Linked DNA regions of Mus musculus: region 1 is linked to region 2. The links are chromatin contacts, called in public HiChIP or PLAC-seq maps. All regions are on one chromosome and are shown on one strand. The core of a region is the stretch at or near the end of the contact, and the rest is flanking DNA. Distances in the headings are between cores, read along the strand shown.

The links. HiChIP or PLAC-seq counts read pairs in DNA pulled down with a chosen protein or histone mark.
Region 1: a contact with region 2 is called in a CTCF HiChIP or PLAC-seq map of pro-B cells, with 5 times the contacts expected there. The contact joins two enhancer-like sites. A contact is called at or near these places in 4 of 39 promoter capture datasets (hippocampal neurons, liver, neural stem cells and 1 more), 2 of 15 datasets of contacts at CTCF or cohesin (large pre-B cells and pro-B cells), 2 of 484 Hi-C or Micro-C datasets (cerebral cortex and uterus), 2 of 115 datasets of contacts at active chromatin or transcription factors (embryonic stem cells and large pre-B cells) and 1 of 9 other capture datasets (embryonic stem cells).

The regions. Positions count from the first base shown.
Region 1 is chr14:49,489,035-49,495,357 of GRCm38.p6, reverse strand. The region is part of intron 1 of Slc35f4 (solute carrier family 35, member F4); the gene reads left to right. Among named protein-coding and RNA genes, the nearest start is that of Slc35f4, 34 kb to the left of the region's middle. Within about 2 kb of position 4,582, at least 7 of the 459 cell types and tissues checked have an H3K27ac peak or open chromatin away from gene starts, as enhancers often do. A contact at or near this core is called in pro-B cells, where this site is marked.
Region 2 is chr14:49,236,255-49,242,458 of GRCm38.p6, reverse strand. The region is part of intron 3 of ccdc198 (coiled-coil domain containing 198); the gene reads left to right. Among named protein-coding and RNA genes, the nearest start is that of ccdc198, 6.1 kb to the left of the region's middle. Within about 2 kb of position 4,073, at least 7 of the 459 cell types and tissues checked have an H3K27ac peak or open chromatin away from gene starts, as enhancers often do. A contact at or near this core is called in pro-B cells, where this site is marked.

The DNA of each region.
Region 1 (6,323 bases), core at 3,333-5,832, 250 kb before region 2:
GAAAGATGGTTTGGTTATATCACTATCCTTTCTAACATCCATTCCGACATCTCCCCTCCCTTCCCTAGTGGCAGAGATGAGGGACCAGCCCCAGTGAGATAGTTTTGCAGCCATCCTCATTTCAATTGTAGGCAAAAAAAAAACCATGTTCTTCTCTGTTTAAAACTGCATGCTTACCACTCTTGAAGTCCCAGCAAGTATAGAATTTTTCAGTCCTTGATCTCTGCAATCTATATTGTTTTACAGCTCTCTTCTAGAACTTGTATAAAGAGAATGAATGTGTAGGATGAAAGAAAAATCACAAATATGCTCATACACTGTAGTTGTTTTGAGGAACTGTAGCATTTTGCAGTCATATGTACTTGAGTCAAATTTGATTTATTTATCCACTAGACCAACTCATTCCTTTTGGTGTTGATACTTTTAAAAAATTATTTTATTATTCTATGTGCATCATACACCACATTAAGTGCCTACTGAAGAAAATGGCAATGGATTCCCATGTAACTGGAGTTACAGATGTTTGTGGACCATCATGTGGGGCATGGGAATCAAACACTGGTCCTCTGGAAAAACAGCCAGTGTTCTTGACCACTGAGCCAACTTTCTATCTAGCCTTGTGTGCTGAAATTCTAAGACATGTTCAGTAGCAACTTCTACAAGAAAGTAGATTTCGTGATGCCAAGTTGTTCTCAGAAAATGTTTGGAGTCTGTCTCTGATGTTCTCTTAATTAGTAAGAAATGCTATTTTTTTTATGTCAAGTGTTTATGTTTTCTGTTTAATTCAGTAGAGGGTTTTGTAAGTAGATTCAAATTTATCTTAACATATAAAAAGAGAGGGAACAGAAATATTCTTAAGGTAAAATTAAATTCTTTACAAGTGGGAGCTGTTGTTATAGTTTTGTTTTTCCTTAATGTACATTTTTTATTATTATTTGGTGTGAAGCTAGTGTTCATAAAGGTGATTTGCGAATAGTTAAACAGATAAAAGATGCATCAGAGTTGCTTGTAGAATCTCTGTGGTATATTTAAATACAAACAGCAGCTACCCTACAGAGCAAAGAGTGTTTATACCAATTGGAAAACTGACAGGAGGGTAGCTGTGGGTATGGCTGGTGTCTGTACTCAAATATTCATTTAACATGGTTTGTTGCTCCAAGTTAAACCCCTAATGGTGTGGAGAGATTTAAAGCTCTCTTAGCTGAGGAGAACATGTTTCACTCTTTAGAATGCTTTTGAATCACACAGGGGGAGGGAGAGATTTTTTACAACAGAGATGTGCCAAGCCACGAAGTCCAGTGCTTCTGAGTCAGTCATTCTGGGATGAAGCCCAGGCATCTATGCTTTGCTTTATAAGAATCACATGGGGCATATTTACAGCATGCTGATACCTGGGCTCCATCCCAGAACACTAGTCAGCTCTCCAGAACTCTGTCTGCACAGCCACAACTAAGCAAAGCAGAACACCAAGCTTCTCATGCAGAGATGGACACTCCATGTATCATTCATTACCTCAGGACATGAAGTGCTAGCTAAGCATGAGCCTTAGAAAATCTCTTCAAAATCTGCAGATTTCAGAATTCTTTCTCCAGTGAAATCACCTCGAAATTAAATTATGATGAGGGTAATGACCATGCCAGCAACTAGCAATGAGCTTTATATCAGTTGTGTTCTTATTAGTTCTAAGCAGGTAACCTTTGTGCTAGAGACGTTCACTTGATAAGCATTGTTCAGGAAATACCTGCTGTGGTGCTCTTACAATATTTTTCATTAAATAAATGAACAAATTCTCTAACACCTATAAGAAAAATACCTTAGGTCTTTGTAGACTGTGCTCACAGAAAGCAATATATGAAACACCTCATCACGTTTTCTGAAGGGTTAAGTTTCTATGAAATGTACAATTTCCTTTTCTGTGAGACTAATTGTACAAAGATTGATTTTGATTTCACAGAACTTATTTCAGTGGCTGTAACCACAACTTTATTGCTATCGCAGTAGTGCAGGGAGCTTGGATTCCCAGTTCCAGTCCACCCACCCCATCCCATCCTATCTCACTACTTCCCATTATGCTATACCCTACTCCACCACATCCCATCCCGTTGGACCCTGTCCCATGTCAATAAATCCCATCCTCCCCCTCATACATTCCATCCCACCACATCCACCCCCACCCACCCACATCCCACCCCCACAAATCCTACCCCACCTCATTCCCTGTCATAACATCATATTCCACCCTATCACAAGTCATCCATCCTATCCATCCCATCTGTATAACTAATGAAAAAAAATCACAGGTGCTGAAATGGTTGCACCAAGTCTTTGGTAGTAGGACATTTTACATCTTTAAATTGTTCATTTTGTAACCTTGGGCAAGCTGCTTAAATACTCTAGGTGTTATTTTCCTAGACTATCTGAATAGGGGAAATCAAACTACCTAGATTCTTGAAATCATTCCACTGCAAGTTCCTGTCCTGAGTCTGCAGAGACTGAACAAGGCCCTGTGCAAAGGGGTGGTTGGGAGAGAGGAGTTTCTGAGCACCAGAAGGGCTTCTGTTCACACCAGCATGTCCTTCAAGCACTGGCCACATCCCCGGTCTTACTCGTGGTTGCTATGGTTTTCCACATCTCCTGGCTTGGAGATTCATGGATTTGCTAAATAATGTGTGCTAAAGCCTCAGTGGCACTCTGAGTCATTTGTGAGGATTCAAGACAATTTTCCAGAGTTGTTTTCTGGCTCAGAGAGTTCCAGTGCCAAAAAACAAGCACTTCGCAAGCCACAGATGTGCACTTATGGTCAGTGCACATTTAAATGAAACATTATGACTGCTCTGTACATTTGTCTGAAAAAAAAAAAATCACCAAACTCAGCCCCAGTAGGGGTTTTACTCCATTGCTTATCGGAATGCATTCTTCTGCTGGGGTAATATAAAGATACACTTAATGTATTTTCTGTTTTGTAGAGACTATATTGGGCCCACAAATATACCCTAGCCTCTTGAGAAGAAGAAAGCACCAGGGGTTTCACTCCTAAAATTCCTGAAATAAGGGGCATGATTACACGGTAATATTCCTCTTGCTGCGTGAGGTCCCACAGAACACAGTAGCACTCAGTGGATTAATAACTGAGTAGTTTGTGAAGCAGATTGCTGCAACACTGCAAACACTCTAGCTTCTTATTGCCACCTGCACTGAACAGCCTCAGTTTCCCTCCTTCCTCACCCCTTCCCTTGATTCCCTTGCTGCCACCTCCCCCGCCCCCCAAGTGTGCTTGAGAGACTGTACCTTATGAATAGATCTACCAGAATCTTAGTCTCAGTTTGGAGTGCTGTCAAAACCAAACAAACAAAACCAAAACCAAACAAACAAAAAACACCCAGCAAACAAACAAACAAAACCTCCTAGACTATGTACAAGATCTATCTTGTACATTTATGGAGGCTGGAAAGTGTAATATTAAGGAGTCAGTATCTTGATGTCTGGTATTTTGTAAATAGTTGCCTTTTTACTTAATCTTCATAGTGGAAAGGAGGGAAAGGGACAGGGGGAGGGGAGGGGGAGGGGAGGGAAGGGAAGGGAAGGGAAAGGGAGGAGAAGGGGAGGGAAGGGAAGGGAAGGGAAGGGAAGGGAAGGGAAGGGAAGGGAAGGGAAGGGGGGGAAGGGAAGGGAAGGGAAGGGAAGGGAAGGGAAGGGAAGGGAAGGGAGGGGAGAGATCTTGTCTCTTCCTTTTTTGGCTATAGCTATGAATCCTATCCTGGGACTCTTCTTTTGTGACCTCCTCTAAGTCAAATTACTTCCCCAATGTCCTGTAATCAGCTTGACTGCCTCAGCCACAGCTGTTCTCTCCACGGTGTTTTTTTCCACCATGACAAGTTGTAACCTCAAACTATGAACAAAGGTAAAATTTGGCTTACGTGGCGTGATAACACACCATGACCAAAAGCAACATGGGCCACAGCTGGTCACATGGCCTCTGCAACCAAGAAGTGGAGCAAGGTGTATGACCCTACCCCTGGGTAATAGCACCCAGCTTAGAGTGAGCCTTTCCTCCTCAGTTAAACCTCTAGAGATGGCCTCACCATCACATCTAAAGGCCATTCCACTGGAGGCAGCTCCTCAGTTGAGGTTCACTCTTCCCGGAGAACAAGTTTTCAAAAACTAACAAGTATACTTCCTTAGGTTTCTTTTGGTCTGATGTCTTTTTGGATCAATGAGGAAAATGAATAATAATAGCACCTGGCTAGTCTATATACTGAAGCCCTTACCCCTATATGTGGAAATGATTCAAATCCTGTCAAACTGGGCCTCAAGATTAAGCAGCAAAGGGTGAACAAATATTCTGTCGACAGCCACCAAACTCCCTTGACCTGCCCTTGGGAACAGAGCTGTGGTTTAAAAAGAAGAAATGGGGGCCGGAGGAGAGTGAAGTTGGGGTGTTCACCTGTGCCCTAGTAGACTGTGTCTGTTGTCAGGTGTCCTGTACTTCTTCCCTACCAGCTTCCTCTCCTTGACCTCTCTGGAGATCAAGAGGAAATGGTGGCTGTTTCCTGTTTTTGACTGAAGTCTTTACTCTGTAGATTCTTTTAGAAACAATCATAGTCTCAGCTGACCTCTACTCCTACCCCTGCTAGAGCACGTTAAGGTCTATGGTGGTTTGGCTGATTTACCAGCTAAAGAATTTATGACAAAGATCACTTAAAATCATCGTTGCAGAGTAGGGCTACGGCTCAGTGATCCAGCACTTGCCTAGCATACACGTGGGCCTGGATGTCCTTTAGTACCACAAAGAAGATAAACCAACAAACAGCCAGAAACCCCTACAAAGCACTCTCTGCAACTATACTTAGGGTGACTTATGGTTATTCCTACAATGACTTGGGGGAAAGGGACACCAAAGTGATTTGTCCAAGAAATCATACTCTCCCTTGATTCCAAAACACATCTTCTCTATTTTCTTGGGTTGTTTGTTTGCTTGCTTCTTGTTTGCATGGAGCTACAATAAGATGAACATTCTGCATTTTTAGTGGGTTAATAAATTTCTACAAACTTGATGGAAAGAAATTAGACATTTTTAGTAAAGGACTTCAAAACATTTTGATGTGAGTGCGCTTAGAAAAACGGCCAGTTGCAAGCTTAGTGGTTAGGGACCCTGGCTGCTACTGTGATCCTTGAGGTCTGGTGCCTTGGCCTAGCTAGGAGTGACAACAGAATAAAGAAAAGACAGTGACACAGAAGAAACAACAGGTCAGGTGGGCCCTGTGCACTCTGCTAGAGCATAGCAGTGCACAAGCACAAGGAACCTAGGCATGTTAGGTAGGCACAGAGGGAGACATTAGCTGGTCTCCTATGAAGTCTGCAGGAGAACAGTCTCCGGCTGTAAACAGAAGTGGAAGAAGCTGTTTGCACACACTGCCGACGTTCACACTGAGACCAGAAAAAGGCTTTGCCGATTCCAAGCCTGACCCACATAGAGAAGGCTTTGCCAGTTCTCTGGGAGTCTTGACATTTTGGTCCCTGTCATTCACTCAAGGCTGCCTCAGCTCCTCGGAGAGCCTACTCTGTCCATTTCCCAGCACCACGTGGTAGCTCACAACCATCTGCAGCACCACTTTCAAAGAATATGATGCCCTCTTCTGTCCTCTGTGGGAACCAGGAACACAAACACACATACACAAATAAGGTACAACTCACTGACCACATGAGGCTCAAGAGGAAGAAAGACCAATCTATTCTATTTCCCTTTCCTGGGGAGATGACCTACTCTCCGCAAGTCCCTTACCCTATATCTAATCTCTGTGGTTATATGGATAGCCTGCTGATCGAAGGCTTAACAGTTAGAATCCACATATAGAGGCTTAAGTTTTAATTTCTAATTTTTCTAATTTCAGATTTTTTTTCTGCTGCTACTTCTACTCCTCCTATTCCTTCTCCTCCTCCTCTCTTCTTTTTCTTCAGATATCCAGGTCCACAAAACCACTTGATGAAGAAACTATCCATATATGCAAAGGTTTACTTCTCATCTTTCTAGTCTGTCTCAGTGATAAAAATAATCCATACTTTATTCATCACTGTTGTTTTATAGTATATTTTAAAATCATTCCTATATATTTTTAACAAGAAAACCTTAGTCTTTCTTCAGATCTACCTAATATATTGATTATGTATTATTATGTATTATTATTATTATTATTATATTTTATTTCTGCACCACCTACAGGGTCTTTTCTCTCCTCCCCAATCCTTTTTCTCCTTGTGAGTTTTGTAACTATTCCTTGGGATGGGGGTATGGAAATCAGTTTTACTCCTCATTCCTAAATTTT
Region 2 (6,204 bases), core at 2,824-5,323:
CCAGAGAAATATATTTATGTAGTACTCTCCAGACCACAGAACAATTTTAATATTTGCCAATCCTAAATAAGCTAAAATTAGGTTTTGATTCCTTCAAATTCAAAAAGAGGGTGTGGATATTTCCGAGTCTGACACTGTACCCCACAAACTAGCAAACCACCTTAAGATCAAAGAATCAAGACTCATTATCTGAGCACAAAGACTATTCTTTCTTTACTCAGTGTTATGTATTCAGCCACTGACAATCTATGCCACACAAAAGTTTAGTAGTGAATGAATGAATAAATGAAAGGAGATTCATCCATGGTGGAAGGAAAACATGCCAAGTGTACAAAGATATCAATGTGCTTAGTTATAAGGATACGGGGATATTTTGTTGAACCCAAGATCTGGGAGACATTAGACTTAGCAAACTTCTGAAAGGCAAAATTCTATACAGCTCACCTTAGTTCTGTACTATAACCCTGCATTCATTTCCCTCAAAGAATCAGTGTTTTCTGTGTCTCAGGGCCACCCTAAACTTGAATCTTAAACATCTAATCAAATGTACAGAGTTGCCTGACCATGGCCAGTATTCCAAATTCCTGTGGGGGAAAGGTCTTACTGGCTCAGCTTTACTTGTGATCCTAGCTCTGATCCAATGAGCTGGGAGCAGAGGACAGGCTTGTGCTAGAAAGACGTGGGCAGAGGAGGCACCCTGTAGGCTCTGGAGTCAGCTCCCAGATAAAAGGGAAATCACTAGGAACTTGGCAGACACTCCTAAAGATATCATCTATAATTATCTTCACAAATGAGGCTCAGCACATTTTTCACCACAAATGGGTTTTTGAGAGAATAATAAATGCTGGGTTCCCATGACATGCTAATTAATAGCCTGATCTCTGCCAAAGAAAATTCTAAAAGTATTTTTAATTATTAAACCAAACCTAATTGCATCCTAAATAATTTGAGTTGGGTATTTGGCAACCTCCACTTCCGGGACCTCTCTACTCCTTAAGGAGCACCTCTTCCTGGAGGTGAGAACTAAGGAGCACTCTTCCTGGAGGTGAGAACCAAGCTTCTCTGCTTGGGGGCTCTTAATCAGTAATGTCCCCAACCCATGTAGGAGAACTGATCAGCAGCACCCCCTCTATCCTGCCCATCTTCTCCTCCAATCAGGCAGCCTAACAGGACTGTCTTCTTACTAACATCTTCGACACCCCCACCCCTGCATATTGACTCACGTAGTCTAGCAGGATAATTCTTTGATTTCCAGAGATTGTTTTTTTTTTTTTTTTCAAATTTCAGCATCCTTATAAGGCCTACCCTGAACAACCTATTAGCCATTGCAACCCCCATCCCAACAGTCCTGATTCCCTCAGACCTTCTCTCTCATGACCCCATCCTCACCCCACACACACTAAGATATTGATACTATACTTAAGATTCCCTAATTCTAACATGTGAAATCCAAAGTGCTCCAAAATCCATTTTTTATCTGATCACTGACATTACCACGGGAGGAAAAATTCCAAACCTGCAGCCAAAAAGCAGAAACATTGAAAATATTGTGTAAAATTACCTTCAGCTACTGTGCCTAGCAAACACATGAAACAAACTGTGTCCAGACTTGAGTCCCAATCCCAAGATATCTCATTATATACATGCAAATATTTGAAAAGCAGAAATAAAATTCCAAATTTGAAACACTACTGGTCCCAAGAAACTCAAGTAAGGGATACTGAACATATATAATATACGCAGTAGGATTTTGATACCCACTGGCACCAAAGCCCCCAAAGGAAATGGATGGCACACTGAGATTTTAGTAATTCAGGGAACTTTCTTTTGCAACCCTCCTTGCACAGAAGAGAAACAGTCAAAGATAGTGCAGAAAGTGTTAGAGGCAGCAGACAGGTAACCAGCTCTGGGCCAAGGCAAGGGGAGAGATTTCTAGAGCCTGGAAGGATAGAGTCAGGTAAAGGAAGCTGCACTGAGGGTAAGAGTGGCCTTCCACTGAGAGACATGTTCACCCGATAGCCCAAATACCTAACCTCATTGTCATCTCCTCAGTGGCTGCACCCAATAGGATGGCAGGGAAGCTGCTGCATGGGACAGGCAGAAGACTGCTGTCAAGCCGGTAGGAAGAAAGGCCACCTGGCACAACGTCGTTCAAGTTCAGGAGTTTTCCTTTAGACTAAGTTTTATCGGTTTCCTTTAGTGTTAAATTTTATCGGATTTTTTCCCCATCTATTAAAACAATCACACATACCCACACACAGAGAAATGCCTACCCACACAAAAATAAACAATTCTCTGGGTTTTCTTTTCTCCAGCTAATACAGTCTAGAGTTTATAATGGTGAGCCATGGTGCGTTTCTGGCATAAACTCAACTTGGTCGTGAGATAAGTGCACACATACATTGCTGAACTGCATTTCCTTCGACTGTGTATCTGCCTTAATGAAGGAGACAGACCTACACTTTTCCAACACAGTTTTATATCAGCTTTGCCATCAAGATTGAATTATTCTTGGAAAATTGAGATTTCACACCCTTCTTTTCCAAAACATTTATTATAGCAACACAGAATTGCTCTAGTTCCCTAACATTTAGTAAAAAACATTTTTAGACTCTTGGACTTTTAAGGAAAGTGATAATTTTTCCTACTAGCTTAATTAATAGGTCTGGGTTGGTTTGAGTATCTTATTCTTTCTGAGTGTTTCTTAGAAATCACCAAAGCAAGCTTTTGAATTTATTGTTGCGGGGTCTTATCTTCTTTGTATTTAATCTTATGCTAAGTCCTGTGAAATGAATCTTCCAGCTTTCAGTATGTGTTTACAGTGTGTGTGTGTGTGTGTGTGTGTGTGTGTGTGTGTGTGTGTGTGTGTGTGTGTGTGTGTGTGTGCTGGCTAGAAGCTGATGTCAGCTAGCTTCTTTAATCACCCTCTACTTTATTTACTTACACAGAGCCTCTGGCTGAACCTGGAGTTCACCAATTCAAAGTTTAGCCCATTTATCCTGGGCATCCCATTTCTACCTCCCAAGTAGTAGGGCTCACACTTTGATGGTGAGCGTTATCTGCCGAGCCACCTACTCATCCCCAGATACATTTATTTTACTTCAGTACTGGGCAATGAACACATGGCCTCTTACATGCTAAAACAACATGCTCTGCTGCTCTGTTCAACTTCAGCCCTGTAGCTCTTCCATAATAAGCAGCATTAAAGAGAACTGAGCCTTAATTTAAAATTGTGAGCCTGGATCTTTTATGGAGCATTTCCCGATCTCCTTTCCTGAATATAAATAACTTCTTACCTGGCCTAAGTGTCTTATGGATCGGCTTCTCACAAATATGTGCATTTCTGTTTTCTGATCTAGAGAAATATTTATCTTGTACTAAAGCCAAATCATGTCATGTAAACCTTTTTTGGGGGGTGGGGTGGGGTTCAGGGGTTTCATGGATAGCTCCTCTGAACAAACAACTGCACTGTAAATCAGAAATCCTTCTTGGGCCTTAAGTTGTCTCCATGATCATCTCCCTAAAGCTGGCATAGTGTCACTTTCTTCACTTCCCAGAATTTTAAGAGACATGTTAGGTCACTGTGCCAAACACATGCTACATTTTCTTGAAGTTGCTCTGACCCACCTTCCTTGTCTTTTAATAAACAAAACCAGCCTCTCCTAAGTCAGTGATTGTCACCAAGTGCAGAGGTTGGTGGTACTTGGTTGATTGATCCTCCGGTCCCGAAGCCCTAGCACATATTCCAGCTGATGATATTGATCATGTGTTGACGAGTCAGGTCATTCAGAAACCTTTAGGCAAATATATTTCCTAATGTTAAAAAAATGAAAAAGTACCACCCTACCGTTCCCCTAAACAACTCCTTCTGGTGTGATTCTTCTGCAAAGGATGAAGAGAAGCAACTGCCTTCCTCTGTAGGGGAAGGGAGGTGTGCGTGCGCGTGCGCGTGTGCGTGTGTGCGTGTGTGTGTGTGTGCATGTGCGTGTGTCCAGGATTCACTGGGCTGGCATATTTACATGAAGCCAGTTTGCCCAACTGTTTCCCTGTATTGCTTCCCTGTATAGTTCTGTGCAGGTGGAAGCTTGTTGGCACTGCCGCTTGCTGCCATCTAGTGGCTTGGCAAAGAGAACGTGTGGTTCTTCAGGTTCCTTTTTCAGAAAGTAGATGCCTAGAGGGCTCTTAACAATAGCTACCATTTAGCCTTGATCAGAAATGTGAACCTAAATAGACGGCTAAGGACAAAGGAAAGGGGCTCAGACAACCATACTATCAAACCAGAAGCCTGGCCCAAAGAGTACTTTTTTAAATGACCCAAATATTTTGGTTTATTCCAACTCAGTGTCCACACTATACACACAGATCATCTACAGTCTCCTTGGATGTGGTTCCTTCAGTCATTAGTAGCAATGTGGGATCATTCCACACCCCAACCTTTAAAGAAATCTTCAGCATCTCTGGGGGAGTTCTGAAAACTTTCTACTTACAAGACATAACGCAAGCCTGGAAAATCTCCAGCCCCGGTGAAGTGCCTGGAGACTTTGTTTTGAAATGCAAGGGCATTCTGAGAATCAGCCTTCCAGGAAGCAAACTATGAGGTGAAGAACATGGTTTGATATATGGTACACATCTGAGCTTGAGTCCTAGTGATGCCACTTTCCAGTTGGGCAAACCTGGACAAATCGTCAGCCTTTCTAAAATGGGACCCTTAGAATTTATAAGGTCTTCCAAAGAACGACATATGATGGTACATTTCCTCGTGCATACAGTAAGAAATGATGGCTACACAGCCATTCAGTCTCACGAATAGACACATCCTTAAGACTCACCCATGCAGAGGAGACACAAACTTTTCTGTTCTCCCATTTAACCAAGCCCCTGGCTGTCATAGATTCTTCTTCCCACAGGTGTCTGGAAGGGTCCCCCACTCTTGGTCTCTCCCTCCAGCATTCTGGCACAATCAACTGCTGTATCCAGAACTAGCATCTTCATGCCCTGAAATGCTAAGAGTGGGGGGAACAAACAGCTTCTCTTAGTCACCGCTCATGGCTTCTTTACTAGGTTAAGTTCCAAGGTCCGACCGCATGGGAAATGTGTCTAATAGTCACCAGTGATTATGACTAAGGCGGCTGAGGATGCTTCTCTGCTGAGACTAGGGCAGGCAGACCGTTCTCACCTCAGAGACTTCCTGGATGCAAAGAGCTCAGCTCTGTCTCCCTGAGTGAATAAACTCTGCAGACACCCTCTGCATGTCGATGTGAGGAGACAAGCTTTGTCTTCCATGCTCAACTTTGTAGAGTCCAAACTCTTTTGTGGAGAAGGAAGGCTGGGCAGTGGGCTGGGGCGATGGCTCAGTGGATAAGGTGCTTGCTGTGCAGGGATGAGGACCAGACTGGTTACTCAACACCCGAAAAACTAAAAAGCCCAGTCTGAAAGAATTCAGTGATGACAGGCACATCTGTAATGACAGGCACATCTGTAAAGCCAGCAGACTGGGATTGGAGGGGCTTTGTGTAAAAACAGATGTTCCCAGGGGTGCCCAGCCCAGCCATTTAGTGGAAACAGTTACAAGATCAGTGAGAGACCTTGTCTCAAAAACAAAAAGTAAGGTTGAGAGCTGTAGAATAACATCTGACATCAACCCTTAGTCTCTACAGGTATATGCAGTGATGTGTGTGTGCGCACACGTATACACACACACACACACACACACACACACTGGGGGCAAGGAGAAACTTAGACAGGCCCACGGATAAACTCCTGCTCAGTTTCAGTGAACCTTTTAAGCTCCAATAAATGTCTTCCATAAACCTTACTCCCTGCTTAAAAAAAAAAAAAATGACCCTACCATTTGTTAGCAGTTTGTACTTTTCTCTCTTTTTTTTAAAGATTTATTTATTTATTATATGTAAGTACACTGTAGCTGTCTTCAGACATTCCAGAAGAGGGCATCAGGTCTCATTATGGATGGTTGTGAGCCACCATGTGGTTGCTGGGATTTGAACTCAGGACCTTCAGAAGAGCAGTCAGTGCTCTTAACCACTGAACCATCTTGCCAGCCCAGTTTGTACTTTTCTCTTAAGCATGCCTTGTCACCCATGATTACTGAAGGAACTTCCCCCAGAGACCTCCCTAAGGACTGGGACAGCACTGGGTGGTTAAGGGAAGATCAGGTGTGTCTCCAGTCTCTTTCATCTCTACTAG